Regions from separate parts of the Mus musculus genome. Here all the other regions are linked to region 1. The links are chromatin contacts, called in public Hi-C and HiChIP or PLAC-seq maps. All regions are on one chromosome and are shown on one strand. The core of a region is the stretch at or near the end of the contact, and the rest is flanking DNA. Distances in the headings are between cores, read along the strand shown.

Region 1 (4,761 bases), core at 2,100-4,599:
TATGTGTTGTCAAATGACAACATTTCAAAAAATGACAGCCTAGGTTCCAGGGTGTATGAAATAGTTCACATTTGCCCAGGGCCTGTGATTTCTGTGATGCTTTTGGCTTAGAAGGCTGCCTCTTATCCTCTTGTGGACCCAACAACAATAGTTTTTCTTTTTCTTTTTTGTCCTCTGCCACTAATGAAGAGAAGTAACCAGAACTCAGAAGGCAAAGGAGAGGAACACTGGGATACCTATTACCTTTAACCTTTCCTTCTCAGGTTGTCACGGGACAGGGGTATTCCTCTGTCAAAGATCTCCAGTTCTTGCTGAGTGATGCCTCCCCTTATTTCCTGTTCACTGATGTTGGCTATCCTCACCTTCATCCGCACCTTTATAACTAGCTCATCTAGCAACATCTCCTTTACTACGTAGGCATGTTTGTCATCTGTTTCTTACCAGGAACCTAATGCACAGAGCTCAAGGAAAAGTATTCTAGTGACAAACCCCTTGCCCAGCTGGCATGAACACCTGGATTTGGGGGTTATTTGCTACTATAGCAAAGCCTTGACTCATGAGGCATGAACACTGGGATTTGGGGGTTATTTGCTACTGTAGCAAAGCCTTGACTCTTTAGACTGGTATGAAGTCATCCTAGTTTCTTACAATGCAGTTCTTTCCAGTCAGCAATTGGTCTTAGTTACTTCTCCTGTTGTTATGATAAAACACCTGACGAAGTCAACTGAATGAAGGAAGAATTTATTTTGGCTCATAGCTCTAGGTTCCAGTCCATCATTGTGGAGGTGTCACAGTGGCAGAGCCTGAGCAGCCAGTCACACTGCATGCAAAGCCAAGGAGCAGAGAAAGAACAATGAACACTCACGCTCAGCTCAGCTCAGCTTCTCCTTGTACAGTTCAAGACCTTAGCTCAGGGAATAGCGCCACTCACAGTGGATGGGTCATCTGATCTTAATTAGCCTAATCAAGGTCTTTCACAGGGATGCCTAGCAGTTCATCAGGTCGACAATTGAGATTAACCAACACAGTGACACAGAATAGGGCTTAACAAAAATATGCATTCCTGAATTCTATTTCTGAAAAACCCAAAGCAGTAAATTAGGGCCTAGGCTTCTTAAGCTCCAAAAAACTTCAAACTATTGGCTTAAGACCGATCTATCTATCTATCTATCTATCTATCTATCTATCTATCTATCTATCTATGTGTGTGTGTGCAGGCATGTTCATGCCATGGCATACATTTGGAAGTCAGATAATAACTCTCAGAACTCTGTTCTTTCCTGTTATTTTATAGGATCCAGAGATGGAACACAGGTTGTCAGTCCTGGGAACACATACCTCTCTACCCACTGAGCTCTCTTGCTGGCTCCAAATCATTTTTGTTTTTCTAGCATTGTCAATATTGAAACTATGTCTCATGTTGGCTTATATTTTGTCAAATGTTATCTTCTGACTTGTGAAGTATGGTGGTATTTTAGAGTACTCTAGAGAAACAGAACCAGTAGGATGTATTTCAACAAATTGGCTCCTGCAGTCATGAAGACTGGCAAGCTCAAAATCAGCAGTTCTAGCTTGAAGGCACCTGTTACCAGAGTCTCCTTGTATTTGGGGGAGGTCAATGGATTTTTTGTTTGTTTGTTTTGTTGCTTTTGGTTTTATTCCACTTCAAGTCTTGTCTATGTCTGAACTGTCCTGAACATGCCAGTCTCATCTGTTCAAGTCTTTGTGTGAGTGGAGGAGACCCACCCACATCAAAGCCACAAATTGAAATGTTAATTCTTTCACAAATATCCTTCACAGAAACATCCAGAATGATATTTGACCCATGTCTGGACACTATGACTCAGCCAAGTTGATACATAGAATTAACCACTCAGAGTGTTGGGTGATTAGACGTAAAGTATTACGGTATTATTAACGTTTGCATGAATGTTAAAAAAAAAAGTCAGTATTGGGATGGTGAGATGGTTCAGGGGTCACCCAGCCTGAGCTCAACCCCTGAAACTCACATGGTAGAAGGAGAGAACAGAAACATTCAAATTGTCCTCGAAACTTCATAAGGTGTCATGGCATTTAGATGCCCATACACATACCCCAAATAAATATGCAAACATTAAAAATGTTAATTAAGAAGTCAGTTGCTATCAGTGAAGTGAGACATTTACTAAAACCTAAAGTTTCTAATTTCATGTGTGTATGAATTCATGGAGTAGGTATAATTCCCTTACATGCACATAGAACAATTCCATGTAGCTTTATCCTTTACTAGCCTACTTCTGAGGCCAGGTTCCATTCCTTTATGGCTGTGTGGATCTGAATAAGTTCCTTAAGGTCTGTTTTAAACTTTTTTCATTATTTTATTTTATGGGTGTTTTGCTGCAGGTATGTCTGTGCACCGTGTATGTGCCTGGTGCCTTTGGAGACCAGAAGACGACACTGGAACCTCTGGAACTGGAGTTACAGCTTGTAAACTGCCCTGTGGGTCCCGGGAATTGAACCTGTGTCTCCTGGAAGGACAGCTCGTGCTCTTAATCACTGAGCTGTCTCTGTAGCCTACCCTCTGCCTCCAAACTGTTTGTCTTTGGTTTTCTCAGCTACACTATGCTTTCTTTACTATGATAATTAAATAGGAAGTTGTATATAAAATCCTTATGATAGTACCTGCTGTCTAGTAGATGTTCAATATAGTCATTATTAAATTCATATCTTCAAAGAAGATTGAGTGGAAACTTTTATGTCAGTATATAATTATGAAGAGACAACTATAGTCTTCTCAAAACAAAAAATTTTGCAAGAGAATCTCACTATGGTAGCTCATCTGTCAGGGTACTCACAGAGATCCAATTGTCTCTGCTTCCAAGTGCAAATGCTTGAATTAAAGACATGTTTCAACATACCCAGATTCTTTACACACACACACACACACACACACACACACACACACACACACAGAGAGAAAGAGAGAGAGAGAGAGAGAGAGAGAGAAACATGTACACACATCTATCTCTCACACACCACGCAAATAAAATAAAAGTTAAAGTTGAGAAATGACGGTGATACAACTCATCCCTTCCAGACTTTCTTCTGACATACATCTGCAGGCGAGGTTCCTGGAAGTGACACAGGGTAAGGGGTGTGGCTTGGGGTGTGTGTGGGGAGATAAGAACAGCTCCCGATGTATCAGCCTCACAAATCTCCTGTGTGGGGACAGTTTCTGATTCAGAATCACTGCACAGATGTATTGGCAAAGAACCCGTCTCTCTCTCTCTCTCTCTCTCTCTCTCTCTCCTTTAACCAGAGTGATGACTCATGCTTAACCTTAATAAGAAAAGAGAGAGAGAGAGAGACAGGAAGTAGAAGCCCCAGGGCTGGAAGAGAGGCTCTAAACGCACTGCCTTTCACCTACTAGCAACTGCATCTGTACCGTAGAAATCAAAACCTCCCCTCAAACTGAGCCTACTGAATCAGAGGTGTATGAATCAGGGGCGGATGAACCAGGGGGTTGTTCTGTTGACATAAGAAAGGGCTTGGGAGATAAGTGATAGTTTGTTCCTTTCACAGACAGAGGTAGCCAGAGCCAGCCATGTGCACCCCACCCCCAGTTCACACTCTCAACCTTTGCTCAATGGTTTCATTCTCGGTAACGTTTCTTTCTGATAGGCAGCAACAAGTTGAAAACCATCAGTCCTTTGTGGTCAGAAGCTTCGTCTTTGTTAAGTTGATCTCACCTGATACCACTTGAGAGATGGTGGATCTAAAACGGTCTTCTGCGTGTGTTTGGGTATGCACACTTTTGTGGAGTACAGGTAGAGGGCAGAGGTCGACTTTGGGCAACCTCGTCTATTATTCTCCATGTTAGGCTTTGAGGCAGCATCTCTCACTGAACCTGGAGTTCTCTGTTTCAATTAGGTGGCCTGCCCAGTGAGTCCCTCTATGTCACCCTGAGCCCCATCTCAACCTTTTCAATGCTGGAGTTCCAGATATATATCACCACATTTAGCTTTTATGTGTGTACTGGGGGTATAAACTCAGGTCTTCATGCTCATACAGTGGGCTTTTTTACCTGTAGAGCCACCTCCTGAGGTCCTAGATCAGTCTTAAAACAGTTTAGGGATGTTTTCCACACTCTCTGGTGCTTTGCAGCAGCCTAGAAGACACCCCCACCCCTGCCATGTGCAATGCATGGCCCCTTTAGTTCTTTGGTTTGCTCTGTTGATTGCCAAAGTCCTGGGTACCACAAGGCATAGGCTTAGACTTTTCAAAATCTACTTTAATTAGAGTTTTTAAATGTTCCAAACTCCCTTCTAGCCCACCAACCGGAGAGTAGAGAGAAAGTCGTGGAGAAAGAAGGTTAATAGGAAAAGGGGTTGTGGACCTGTTTAGAAGTAGTTTTTTGGAGCAACTCCAACCTTTATTGTCAGGATACCAGCAGCCCAGTCCAATAGCAAACACCAAACATGAATCAGTAGCAGCAGCAGCTCGATCCAGCAGAAATCGCAAGGCTCCTCTGAATCTGCAGGGTCAGCAGAAATGGCAAGCATTGGCTGGAATACCGCGAGAAGCTCTTTGGTGAGTTTCTCTCTACGAAGTGGAGACCAGTGAAGACCAGCAAAGTGCTGCCCGACATGGCGATGCAAGAGCATCCTCTCAGAGTCTGTGGGGTTCTATTTATACTCTTTCTAAATGCCATGCACCCTCTCAAGCGCCTGTTCCAGCAAAACATCATACAAACTCTCACGTGTCTGCTTCCATAAAACATCC
Region 2 (4,993 bases), core at 891-3,390, 140 kb after region 1:
CAACCCTGGACACGTGCTGCAGTCTAGGGAAGTGGAGAACCCCAGGCACTGGCACCTTCAACCCCATTTAGAGATAAGGAAGCAGAGGCCGGTGGCTTCTGACCAGCTGTCCCGATTGGACACCAGCCAGGGGCGTACCCTAGGCATCTGGATTCTGAGATTCTTGCCAGACCAGATTGATAGGAAGCTGATTTTAAGGGGAGGTGGGGGGTGAGTCCGTTCTCTTGCTTCATGATATACATGCATGCTCACTGTTTTGAGCCCTAACTGTGTAGACTCTAGTTGGGGAGATAAAATGCCTTTTTTAAAGCACAGCAGACTTGTTCACTGGATTTGCTGAGATTATGTCCCCCTAGACTCTCATTTGAGCTCATTGCACCGGAATAACTTGCAACCTACAATACACAGCCAGAGGCAAAGGGCTCACCGAGGTTGGAGAAATATTTCCGGGTTGGAGACCCATCCCTGCCAGGGTCTTGGCAAGCTCCACGGCATTCACCCCGCAGTTTGGGGCCACGTTCGCCTGACACCGAATATGTACATTCATCTTACATACTGGAGGGAAGAGAAGAGAATCCAGGTTCACAAACGTGCTTGCAGGGAACATCGGTAGCCTAACGACTGTGACAGAAGAACGATACGGGCAGCTGGCAGTGTGATCTCACAAGATTAAACTCGCATTTAGAACAAGTCCTGGCATTTTCCCTGCTTCTGATTAGTGCAGAGGCAGAAATGCTAGAGCATGAAAGAATAGCAGGCTTCGAATAATAGATTTTGACTCTCTTCACCGTGGCTCGAGAGGATAGACTCATCTAAATCACACGTAACAGTTGCCTTGGCAGCAAGACACGATACAGAGATGAAGATGCTCATCACAGAGACCATCACGGGGCGGTTAGATAACAAAGGATCATGCTAACTGACTGCACTCCCTCTTGCCATTAAATAAAGGCAGCAGTCTCCAGGCTGCAGCTTGGTCACTGTTCAAACAAGGTGGAAATGGGTTTCTGAAGGGTTTATGCACCTTCTTTCCGGGTACTGCTGTGGTTGGGTGGTACTCCTAGCCCACAAAGAACATCCGGTAGGGCTGTGGTTCTAACTGTTTTATAGGGAAGAAAAAAAATAGCAAACTTTGAAGTGTTTGAAGGTCAGGGTTAATGACATTTGGAGAAGGGAGCAAAGCAAGCTACATTTCTTGTTATCTGTGAAGCTCCCGGGACAATGACAGCTCCCAGGTTTAATCGGCAGACATAAATTACTATCATGTTTCTTGAAGTGGGTCCTGCTGACAGAAGGCCCGGCTGAAGCCTTGTGCAATAAATGTCTCTTCGATGGAGCCACTCCGTCTTTGGAGACACAGAACAACCTAGACGTTATGGGGATTGCGTTTGTCCTTTGGGAAGCTTTCTTTATGAAAACGGACACCGCGTGAAGCAGAGAGAGGCCCTGATGCTTAAGCTCCATTAGCTTCATGGGAAATCGACTGGTATAGAGAGATGCAAACGACAAAGGCCTTTTAGAAAAGCCCTGTGGCAATAAAACCAAAAGTTGAAGGAGTCAAGTCACTGCAGGTCTGCTGCTCTGGGGCACCCGGGAACAGAGGGCTACAGGTGATCCCTATGTGTGGATCTGTACCCTAGCCGGAAATACAGGAAAACGGAAGTGGCTCACTCCCCGTGAGAGCCTGAGACCAGTAGCAAGCAACACCTCAGGCAAAGCTGCTGCTTCACTTAAGCTTGCTGCTGCTTCAGGTGAATGAAAAACGGTGCCACAGGGCCAGAGAGATGGGCTGTTTGTGCTGGTTTTCTTCTTACCCCAGGCTGCTCTGGGCCTCACTATGTAGATCGACCCTTGGTGCTGGAATTAGAGGCATGAGTTACTACGCCTTGCTAGAATTTGGTCCCTTTTGCTGACAGACAGTTTGACTGTCCCAGACAGCCAACGAAAGTTGTCATCCTAGTGTGTGTCTCATAAGGCTTCAGGTGCACCCCAGATAATCACATACTCATGGAAAATGACTCCGGGCCAATAGCTCCACAACCCCTAACAAAACAGGTGCTGGCCTTTACCCCACTCAGAGCCTTTGAAAAGGCAAGAGCTCCAAACAGCACCGTGTGCAGTTGGTGAGGTGCCAGCCACCATCAAAGCTTCAGCTCTCGCTCTTTGCCCTACCAGCTTCTTCAGTCACACCACAGGACTCTTGCAGACAACCCACGCAGCTCCTGCTAATGTGACAGCTCAACTGCTCCCTACTTCTGATGAGAGCCAGTTCTCACTTAGAACCCAAACCTTCTCTTCTGGTCATTCAGCTATACCTCCTCCCACCTGTGCTCTCTCTCTCTCTTTCTCTCTCTCTCTCTCTCTCTCTCTCTCTCTCTCTCTCTCTCTCAGAGAACCCATTTTCAAAGCCCTCTTTCAAATGCCTCTTAAAAGCATACTCAGCAACAAGTAGCCAACAACTAGCACAGTAGATCTTTAGATGTAACTTCTAATTTAATCTATATTATTATAGGGATCTGACACACTTCTCTTTACATGTACTCCAGCCCAACCAGTGATGCTTAAATAACACAACTCAGGTATTAATATGTAAACCATCAGCCCCAGGTCAGATTATAAGCCCACAGAACTTCAAAGGCTTATAGTACAATGCTGTCACAGAGAGAAGGAGGAAGCCAGCACTCCTTACTTTTACACTGAAGTCCTTGTCGCATTATCCCCCAGAGCAGGGAGCCACAGTGGTCACAGAACGTGGGCACCTTGTAATTGTGAACGTTGAACTTGTGTGGGATGTTGATGCCAAACCGCTGTTCTGCAATCTGGGGGAAGAGGAGGATAGGTCAACTCTCTCAGCAATGTCTTTTGTGATGACCGGAGTGGGAAATGACGAGGATTATGGTGACACCCGTGCTGGGTATATTATTATACCATGCAGAACTGTCCTGCTATTTGGATCTTAGCACACTTTGTTGATGAATAAGACAGGACTAAGATACAGGATATAGGTATATGATGAACCATTCACCATTTGGAGAAAGAAGGAGAAGTTATCATTTCCTTCATCTTTTATATTCGGATCAAAACGCTCTCTGCGTCATGCCACAGTGACCCTGCAGTGGCCACCTCACTCAGCCCCTCTAGCCTCTGGCATTTGCTTATAGACAAAGTGAGTGCCAACTTAATGGTCTCTTATGTGTCATATCTCTTGTACCCCCTTGCCATATGCTCTCTGGTCAGCCTTACAAATTGAAGCAAAAACTACAGGTGCAGCATGAGAAAGGGTAAGACAATGACTGTTCCTCTCTGGACTTTCCTGGCCTCTTTCCTTTACGAGCTCTAGTTCATATCTCTCTGTGTGTTTCACTATCATGCATGTTCATGTCATGAGTCCCCAAGTTGGGCTTTCCCAAGCATCTGCAAGTCCACTAAGTTTCAACAACACTCCCCTTGCTTTCTCCCTCTTGAATTTAGAACATCTGCCCATCCCAGGGAAACGCAACGGAAGCTTAAACACATTTCCCTGGAGTCCCTACGAGGCTGAAGGAGGCCCAGTGTCTCTTTGCTTAGCAAGCATTATGTACAGTTGACATACTTGTCAATTCAATTTAACTGCTGCTAATACACACGAGTGAGGCCCAGATATTTCAGACTGATACACAGAGGCTGTGGATCAGGCCTGGGCTGACAAGGATCACTAGTGGAGGCAGGCCTCAGCATTGGAAAAGCCAGATGCTATATAATAGGCCCAGGCCTCTTTCCCCCAACTAGAGTCCTCTCTCTAGAACAGTGTAAGTGGTGTCTACATCTTTGATCAGCTGAACACTGACTGTGTCCTTGCAAGGTGTTATGCTCTGAATGCTAAATAAGTCTCACAAGCTTGTGTTCAAAATTCAGGGGTCCCCAGTCAGTAGTGCCACTGAGCATGGCTACAGAGTCACTGAGAGGTGGGATCTAGCTTTTTAAAAGTCCATTCTTAGTGGCAGAATTTTGCAGGTAATACCCCACCCTAAGTCTCAGAATCAGTTTCTTCTCCACCCTGCCGGGAACTGTTCTGCTCTGTACAGCTCTCCCCATTCTTCAGTCTGAAGTATCTAAAACCACAAGACAAAGTAACCCTTTTCTCCTGTTAGTACAGGTTACTGTGGATAGTTATGGGTTACTATGGGTAGTTATGGGTTACTATCCATATACTATGTTAGTATGGGTAGTTATGGGGAGGCATTCTGTGGAAGTGAGGCAAAGTTACCACTAGGCAAAGTGAGGTCAGACTGCCAAAGAACAGAAATACAAATTCCAGCAGCACTGTTGTGGGTCCTAAGGACTATGGGAGGGCTGTGGGGAGAGGTGAGTAGGGAAGAGTAGAGAGAGAGAGAGAGAGAGAGAGAGAGAGAGAGAGAGAGAGAGAGAGAGAGCACACACAGAGGGAATTGTGCTTAGTCAGCAAACTAGCACTCACTTACCTTGGCATCCACTTTGTTAATATTGTTTTGGCAAGTGCAGGCTGTAACAATTAGATGATGGCAGCGTTTATGGACGACGCAGGTGCACACTGGGAAATTAAATCCAGCAATTACACATTTATCAGAGCCTCCTAGGACAGCCAGTTGCAGCAGTCAACGAAAGCTGCCCATGCCAGAAACTTGGCTTGGATGTCTGGCCACATCCTGGCAGCCAGTGCCCTCATCCTTCCTGCATCTACTGACACCATCCTAACAAGACCTTTGTTTACATCCAAGCTGTCTGCCATCTTGTCCTAAGCTGTCCTCGCCTTCCTGACTGCGCCCCATCCTTCAGAGAAATCTTTTCACAGTATAACCCTGGTCATTTCTGTCCATGCCTGAACACTTCCAGTGGGTTTCTCATGTCCATCAACAGTGTTCAAACCCAGCACGGTTCCAAACGTATGGCCTTTCTCTGCCTCTCCAACATAGCCTACTCACCTGGTAACTGCATCTAATGCTTATGACAAGATAAAACCCAAAGAATATCTCAC
Region 3 (4,536 bases), core at 1,487-3,986, 160 kb before region 1:
GAGCATCCATGCAATGGACCAGGAACAACCCAAGCAATCCAGAGAAACTCCTTAAGATACAGAATACTTACTGCAACACCTCTGGAGATCCAGCAGCCCAAGGATTGCCCGAGACTTCTGGGGGCACACTTCAGTTAGCTATCTCCAACCACTCAAAGCATGCCTGCTGTCCTGGAGAGTTTACTCTTTTTATTTCTTTTTTTTTTTTTTTAGTAATATTCTATTTACTCAAGACTTTCATACAATGTGTCTTGAATGTTTTTCTTTTTTAAAGATTTATTTTTGAAAATTATATGTGTCTGTGTGTTTATGAGGGGGTATTTTCAGAGACCCTCAGAGACCAGACAAGGGTGTTGAAACCCCTGGAGTTGGAGTTACAGGTGACTGTGAGCCACCCAAAATGTATGCTGGAAGTTAAACTTGGATCCTTGAGAAGAGCAGAATACACACTTAGTTGAAGTGCAATCTCTCCAGCCCCTTGAGAAAATGCATGCTTAAAGATAGATTATAGACACACACCCCCCATGTGCACTCATGAGCATGCACATATAAAAAGGCACCTTCAAAACAACCAGGCAACAGTGATTCAAAAGTGAAGATCCTTGATAAAAAGTATTGATAATGCAACAAATGCCACACAGGAAAGACAAATAGAAACTACTTGGAACAAAATTACCCATTACCTCAAACATAGCTCAAAATACCTCTGAGTAGCACCATTTACAACGCACACCTAGGCGCGTAACCATTTCATAATAACTTACTGGAAACCAACTGAGTATCCCAACTTCTCTTGAAACTGCCCTTCAATCTATGACTTTGCGTCTGGACACAGGACAGTCTCTCCGAGTTCTCATCCTTTTTGTGTGTAAAGACTGTTTTCCAGACAAATATATATATAAATACCTCTGTGTCCTACCTATACTCACAAGCTATAATCACAGAGAAGCTTCCTTGGGATCCCTTCCAAGAACGACAGAGCACAACAGGCTGCCCTCTGCCTGGCTTTACAGCTGGGTTTTCCCTCAAGGAGAAATGTAAGGAGGCGAGAACCCCGAAACAAAAGCAATCAGGCAACATCGAGGCAGATTGTACCCAGGTTTGATGCATCTTAGTGAGGCCATCTCCTCACTGTGTGATGGTGTTCCCCGTCCCCCTGCCTCTCACCTGACATCCCCTTACCTGAAGAACTGAAGATAGAAATTCTGTATCGCTGGAACTCTTTAGTTACCATTTACACAAATAAGGGCAAGTGCAATTGTTTCTTTGTTAATAAAAATCTAAATGTATAGCTTCTTCCCCCTAGACCTACCTAATGTGTATACTTTTGTCCATAGAAGCAGAGCTGAGAGCAAAAAGGGTTGTCTCTAGTAGTTAATTTTGTGCCACCCCCTGATCTACAGAAAGCAGAGAGGGTCCATTGGTGTCGCCACACAAACGAAATGATGGCGAATGGGAGATGAGTGAGCAACCACACACATGTCCATTTCTCTTGCATGCCTACTACTTATGAGATAGATACCCATCACTTTCCCGGGTATGGCAGGCTCACTACGCATGTGTATACACATAATCTACACATACATATACTTTTTTTGAAACAGGGTTTGTAACTTGATATCCTCCTGCCTCAGCCGCTCAAGTCCTGGGATTACTGACTTGAGCCTTTAAATCCAACAGCCACAGTTTTAAGGTTGGGAACAGGGCCACAATCCCACTACTGAGGGACTTGGGATATAAAAATGTCATCATAGCTTTTAACTCGAAACTGTGCATCCTCTGTACTGTATGCAAGCTGTGTTCTTGACTGAATAATGATAAGTTTGAAGGAAAAAATAATGAAATTTTGACCCTCAACACCTATTTTGTCCCCTCTCATCTCTCAAAATTGCCTTATTATTGTCTGTAATCACATGGTACATTCAGTGAATGAAGTCCCTACTGTGTGCCATGACTTTTGCTGAGGACTTTAGATGCTAAGTCTAAGACAAGTGTTGTGACTTATTTTACTCTGCACTCCTTTTGAGGTTCCACTAACAGGTCAAGCTACAGCTACATGTAACCAGTTTTCTTAGCGGTAACCCTAATTTCCAAAAACAGCAGCAAAGACTCCAAGATGCCAACAGCAGGCCAGCCTGAAGCCTTGCAACTCTTCCAGTCTTCGGTGTCAACCTTCCTTCTCTGCACGCCCCTTTCATTCACTCTCCATGGCAGCCAGGCAAGGTCTGTGGCTTCAGAGCCCCAGAACAGAGCCCAGTGGGGCCACCCACCAGGAAGAGGGCGTGCCAATCTGACCCAGAACTCCAGGAAAACCTTGAACTCACAGCGCCCCAATACTGGGCTCCCTAAAAACTGGCTGTGGGCCTGGAGGCAGTCCCCAAAGGGCTGCGAGGCCCAGCCCTGCTGCCTTCAAGCATCAAGTGTCCCCTCCAGTCGGGTGCTGCATCCCTCCTGAGAGGTCCTCGGATCCCCAACCCTATCCAGTCCTGTCAGCCATAGCAGGTGATGGGCACGGTAACAAGGGCGGGCTCCGGAGATGGGGTACCCGGTCGCTGCCCCCGCGAGCTGGGCACAAAGGCAGGCGCGCGCGGGAGGAGAACTTGCCACCCCGGATGCCTTGCCCCCGCCCCCGGGGAACCCCGCACTTACTGTCAGTCGCCATGGTCGCGTCGGGGGGTTGCAGGGCGGCCGCCCGCGGCTGGGGTACCCACGCCGCGCCCGGCCGCGCGCGTTCTCGACAGGCCCCGCGCGCTCGAGGGCCGCGACGCGCACAGACGCTCCCGCCGCGCGCCCCCGTCGCGCCGCCCCGAGCCCCGTGGTGGCTGCCAGCTGGGTCGCCCCCGCCAGCGTCCCCACACCCTAGCGGAGCCGACCGCCACCGAACCTGCCCTGCCCAGCCCGTAGCATCATCCCTCCCTAAGACAAAGCAGCTAGCAACCTGGCCCGCTCCTCTCCAGGTTTCTTGCCCGCTCTATTCTCCCGCTGAACAAACACTTGGTATCCTGCCTTGCTTTTTTCAATTCATCCGGGCCTGGTGCTTCTTTCCAGCAATGTCGACCCTGAGCCCTAGCTCAAAGGAGCAAAGCAGGGAGCAGGTGGGGGAGAGAGAAGCAAGGATCACACAGGTGCCTCCTGTGTGTGAGGACCAAGACTCCTCTCATCCTCTTGTTTTGTCTCCAAGGTGAAAATAGAGCCTTGTGTGTAGTAGGCTATCAGATCTCTATTAAGCGACTTAATGGAGGACTCTAACTGGAAACCTGCGTGAATTAATGAGTTAGTGAATAAATGGCCAATTAACTAATTAGATGTGAACAGGATGGGTGACTAACGAGTGGATAATTGCGAGCCAGACCACAGGCGGCTCCGATGACTTGTATTAAAGGACCAGCTCCACGAGAAAAGCAATCAGTATTGCCTCAAGGACCATCGCGGTTAAAAGGACTTTGAAATGAGTCCACCTGTGGGCGTTTGTTCGCAGTACATCTTGTTGAATGCTATAAACCAATTACTGAAAGATCCTTGCTATATTTAGGGACCAGTAGCAAATGAGAAACCACCACCACATGGGGAAGCATCAAGTGGCTCAAACTCAAAGCCTAAGCACGGGAAGGCATTGGGTTTTTGTTTTTCGTTGTTGTTTGTGCAGGCACGATGCCTTTGGTCGGCTTGAGGCCACTCATTTAACCCAAACAGTAAGGATGCCAGTGGGCGTCATCTCAGGCATCGCTGGGCACCAACAGAATTCAGGTGCAAAGCAGAATCAGAAACAGTTGCCGTCTGACCAGGTGGGCAAAGGAAAATACCGGAAAACAACAAAAGGGTCCTCTCTGATCAGTCCACAGGATGTAGGTGAGGGAGTCAGCACGATGAGGGTGAACCGCATCCACATTCTGCTGGCTGCGGCTTTCATTTTAATCTGTTTACGGCACATGTGATTCTCAAGCATAGACACCAGGTTCATGTTTTAGTTCTAACAACCCTCGGTGGTGATGGTAGGTCCCCAAACAAAGAGACACAAGAAGAGCATTAAAAACGCCTCAAGAACTGTGAACCTGTCTGAAGCTCGAAAATCTTCATCTTAAGCTATTTTGATCATCAAGGTAGAGAGGTGGGTTTGGCTCCAAGGGGCAGAACATTGGTGAAGCTCTTTAGTCATTAAAGTGTTTTTCTAAATTATAAGAGGGATAATGATGACCCAAAGCCTGGGTTTCATGAGTGACATGTGGGCAGTAGAACCAGACGACACCTAGAAAGGGCTAAGAAACTAGTGGACTTAAAGATTGGAGGTCCTACGTGTGACAACAGTCTCAGAAGGCTTGGCACTAAATGAAGGGAGATTCAGGAGGGCGGACTTGATATGAGGTTTATTGTCATGAGATAAATGATTGTTCTATAAGATAGATAATCCACACATCCAAATGTGTTCAAGAAAAAAAATATATTCTTTTCTTCTGTATAATCAAATTTAGCCTCTGACCCAAGTGGCCATTGTTAGGAAGTTTGATTTCAGGGAGTCAATTCTATGAATCCAGGTTT

What was found. A called contact is a pair of places that touch in the nucleus more often than the background predicts. HiChIP or PLAC-seq counts read pairs in DNA pulled down with a chosen protein or histone mark.
Region 2: a BATF HiChIP or PLAC-seq map of CD8 T cells shows a contact between it and region 1, with 7 read pairs. The contact joins two enhancer-like sites. A contact is called at or near these places in 6 of 484 Hi-C or Micro-C datasets (the HL-1 cell line, Th1 cells, Th2 cells and 3 more), 3 of 115 datasets of contacts at active chromatin or transcription factors (CD8 T cells, Th17 cells and pancreatic cancer cells) and 1 of 9 other capture datasets (embryonic stem cells).
Region 3: a Hi-C map of Th2 cells shows a contact between it and region 1, with 1.8 times the contacts expected there. The contact joins the promoter of Syt16 here to the enhancer-like site in region 1. A contact is called at or near these places in 2 of 39 promoter capture datasets (neutrophils and pre-B cells), 1 of 15 datasets of contacts at CTCF or cohesin (the NIH/3T3 cell line), 2 of 484 Hi-C or Micro-C datasets (the HPC-5 cell line and Th2 cells), 1 of 115 datasets of contacts at active chromatin or transcription factors (large pre-B cells) and 2 of 9 other capture datasets (adipose tissue and liver).

What each region holds. Positions count from the first base shown.
Region 1 is chr12:73,840,994-73,845,754 of GRCm38.p6, reverse strand. No RefSeq gene overlaps it. Among named protein-coding and RNA genes, the nearest start is that of Gm8075, 48 kb to the right of the region's middle. Within about 2 kb of position 3,349, at least 95 of the 459 cell types and tissues checked have an H3K27ac peak or open chromatin away from gene starts, as enhancers often do. A contact at or near this core is called in CD8 T cells, the NIH/3T3 cell line, Th1 cells and 3 more, where this site is marked.
Region 2 is chr12:73,695,743-73,700,735 of GRCm38.p6, reverse strand. It overlaps Prkch (protein kinase C, eta), which reads right to left. Exons shown (of 14, transcript NM_008856.4): 5 at 4,461-4,549; 6 at 2,690-2,819; 7 at 428-555. Among named protein-coding and RNA genes, the nearest start is that of Gm34189, 84 kb to the left of the region's middle. Within about 2 kb of position 2,140, at least 49 of the 459 cell types and tissues checked have an H3K27ac peak or open chromatin away from gene starts, as enhancers often do. A contact at or near this core is called in CD8 T cells, Th1 cells, Th17 cells and 2 more, where this site is marked.
Region 3 is chr12:73,995,977-74,000,512 of GRCm38.p6, reverse strand. Syt16 (synaptotagmin XVI) reads right to left here and starts at 2,736. Exons shown (of 8, transcript NM_001364282.1): 1 at 2,650-2,736.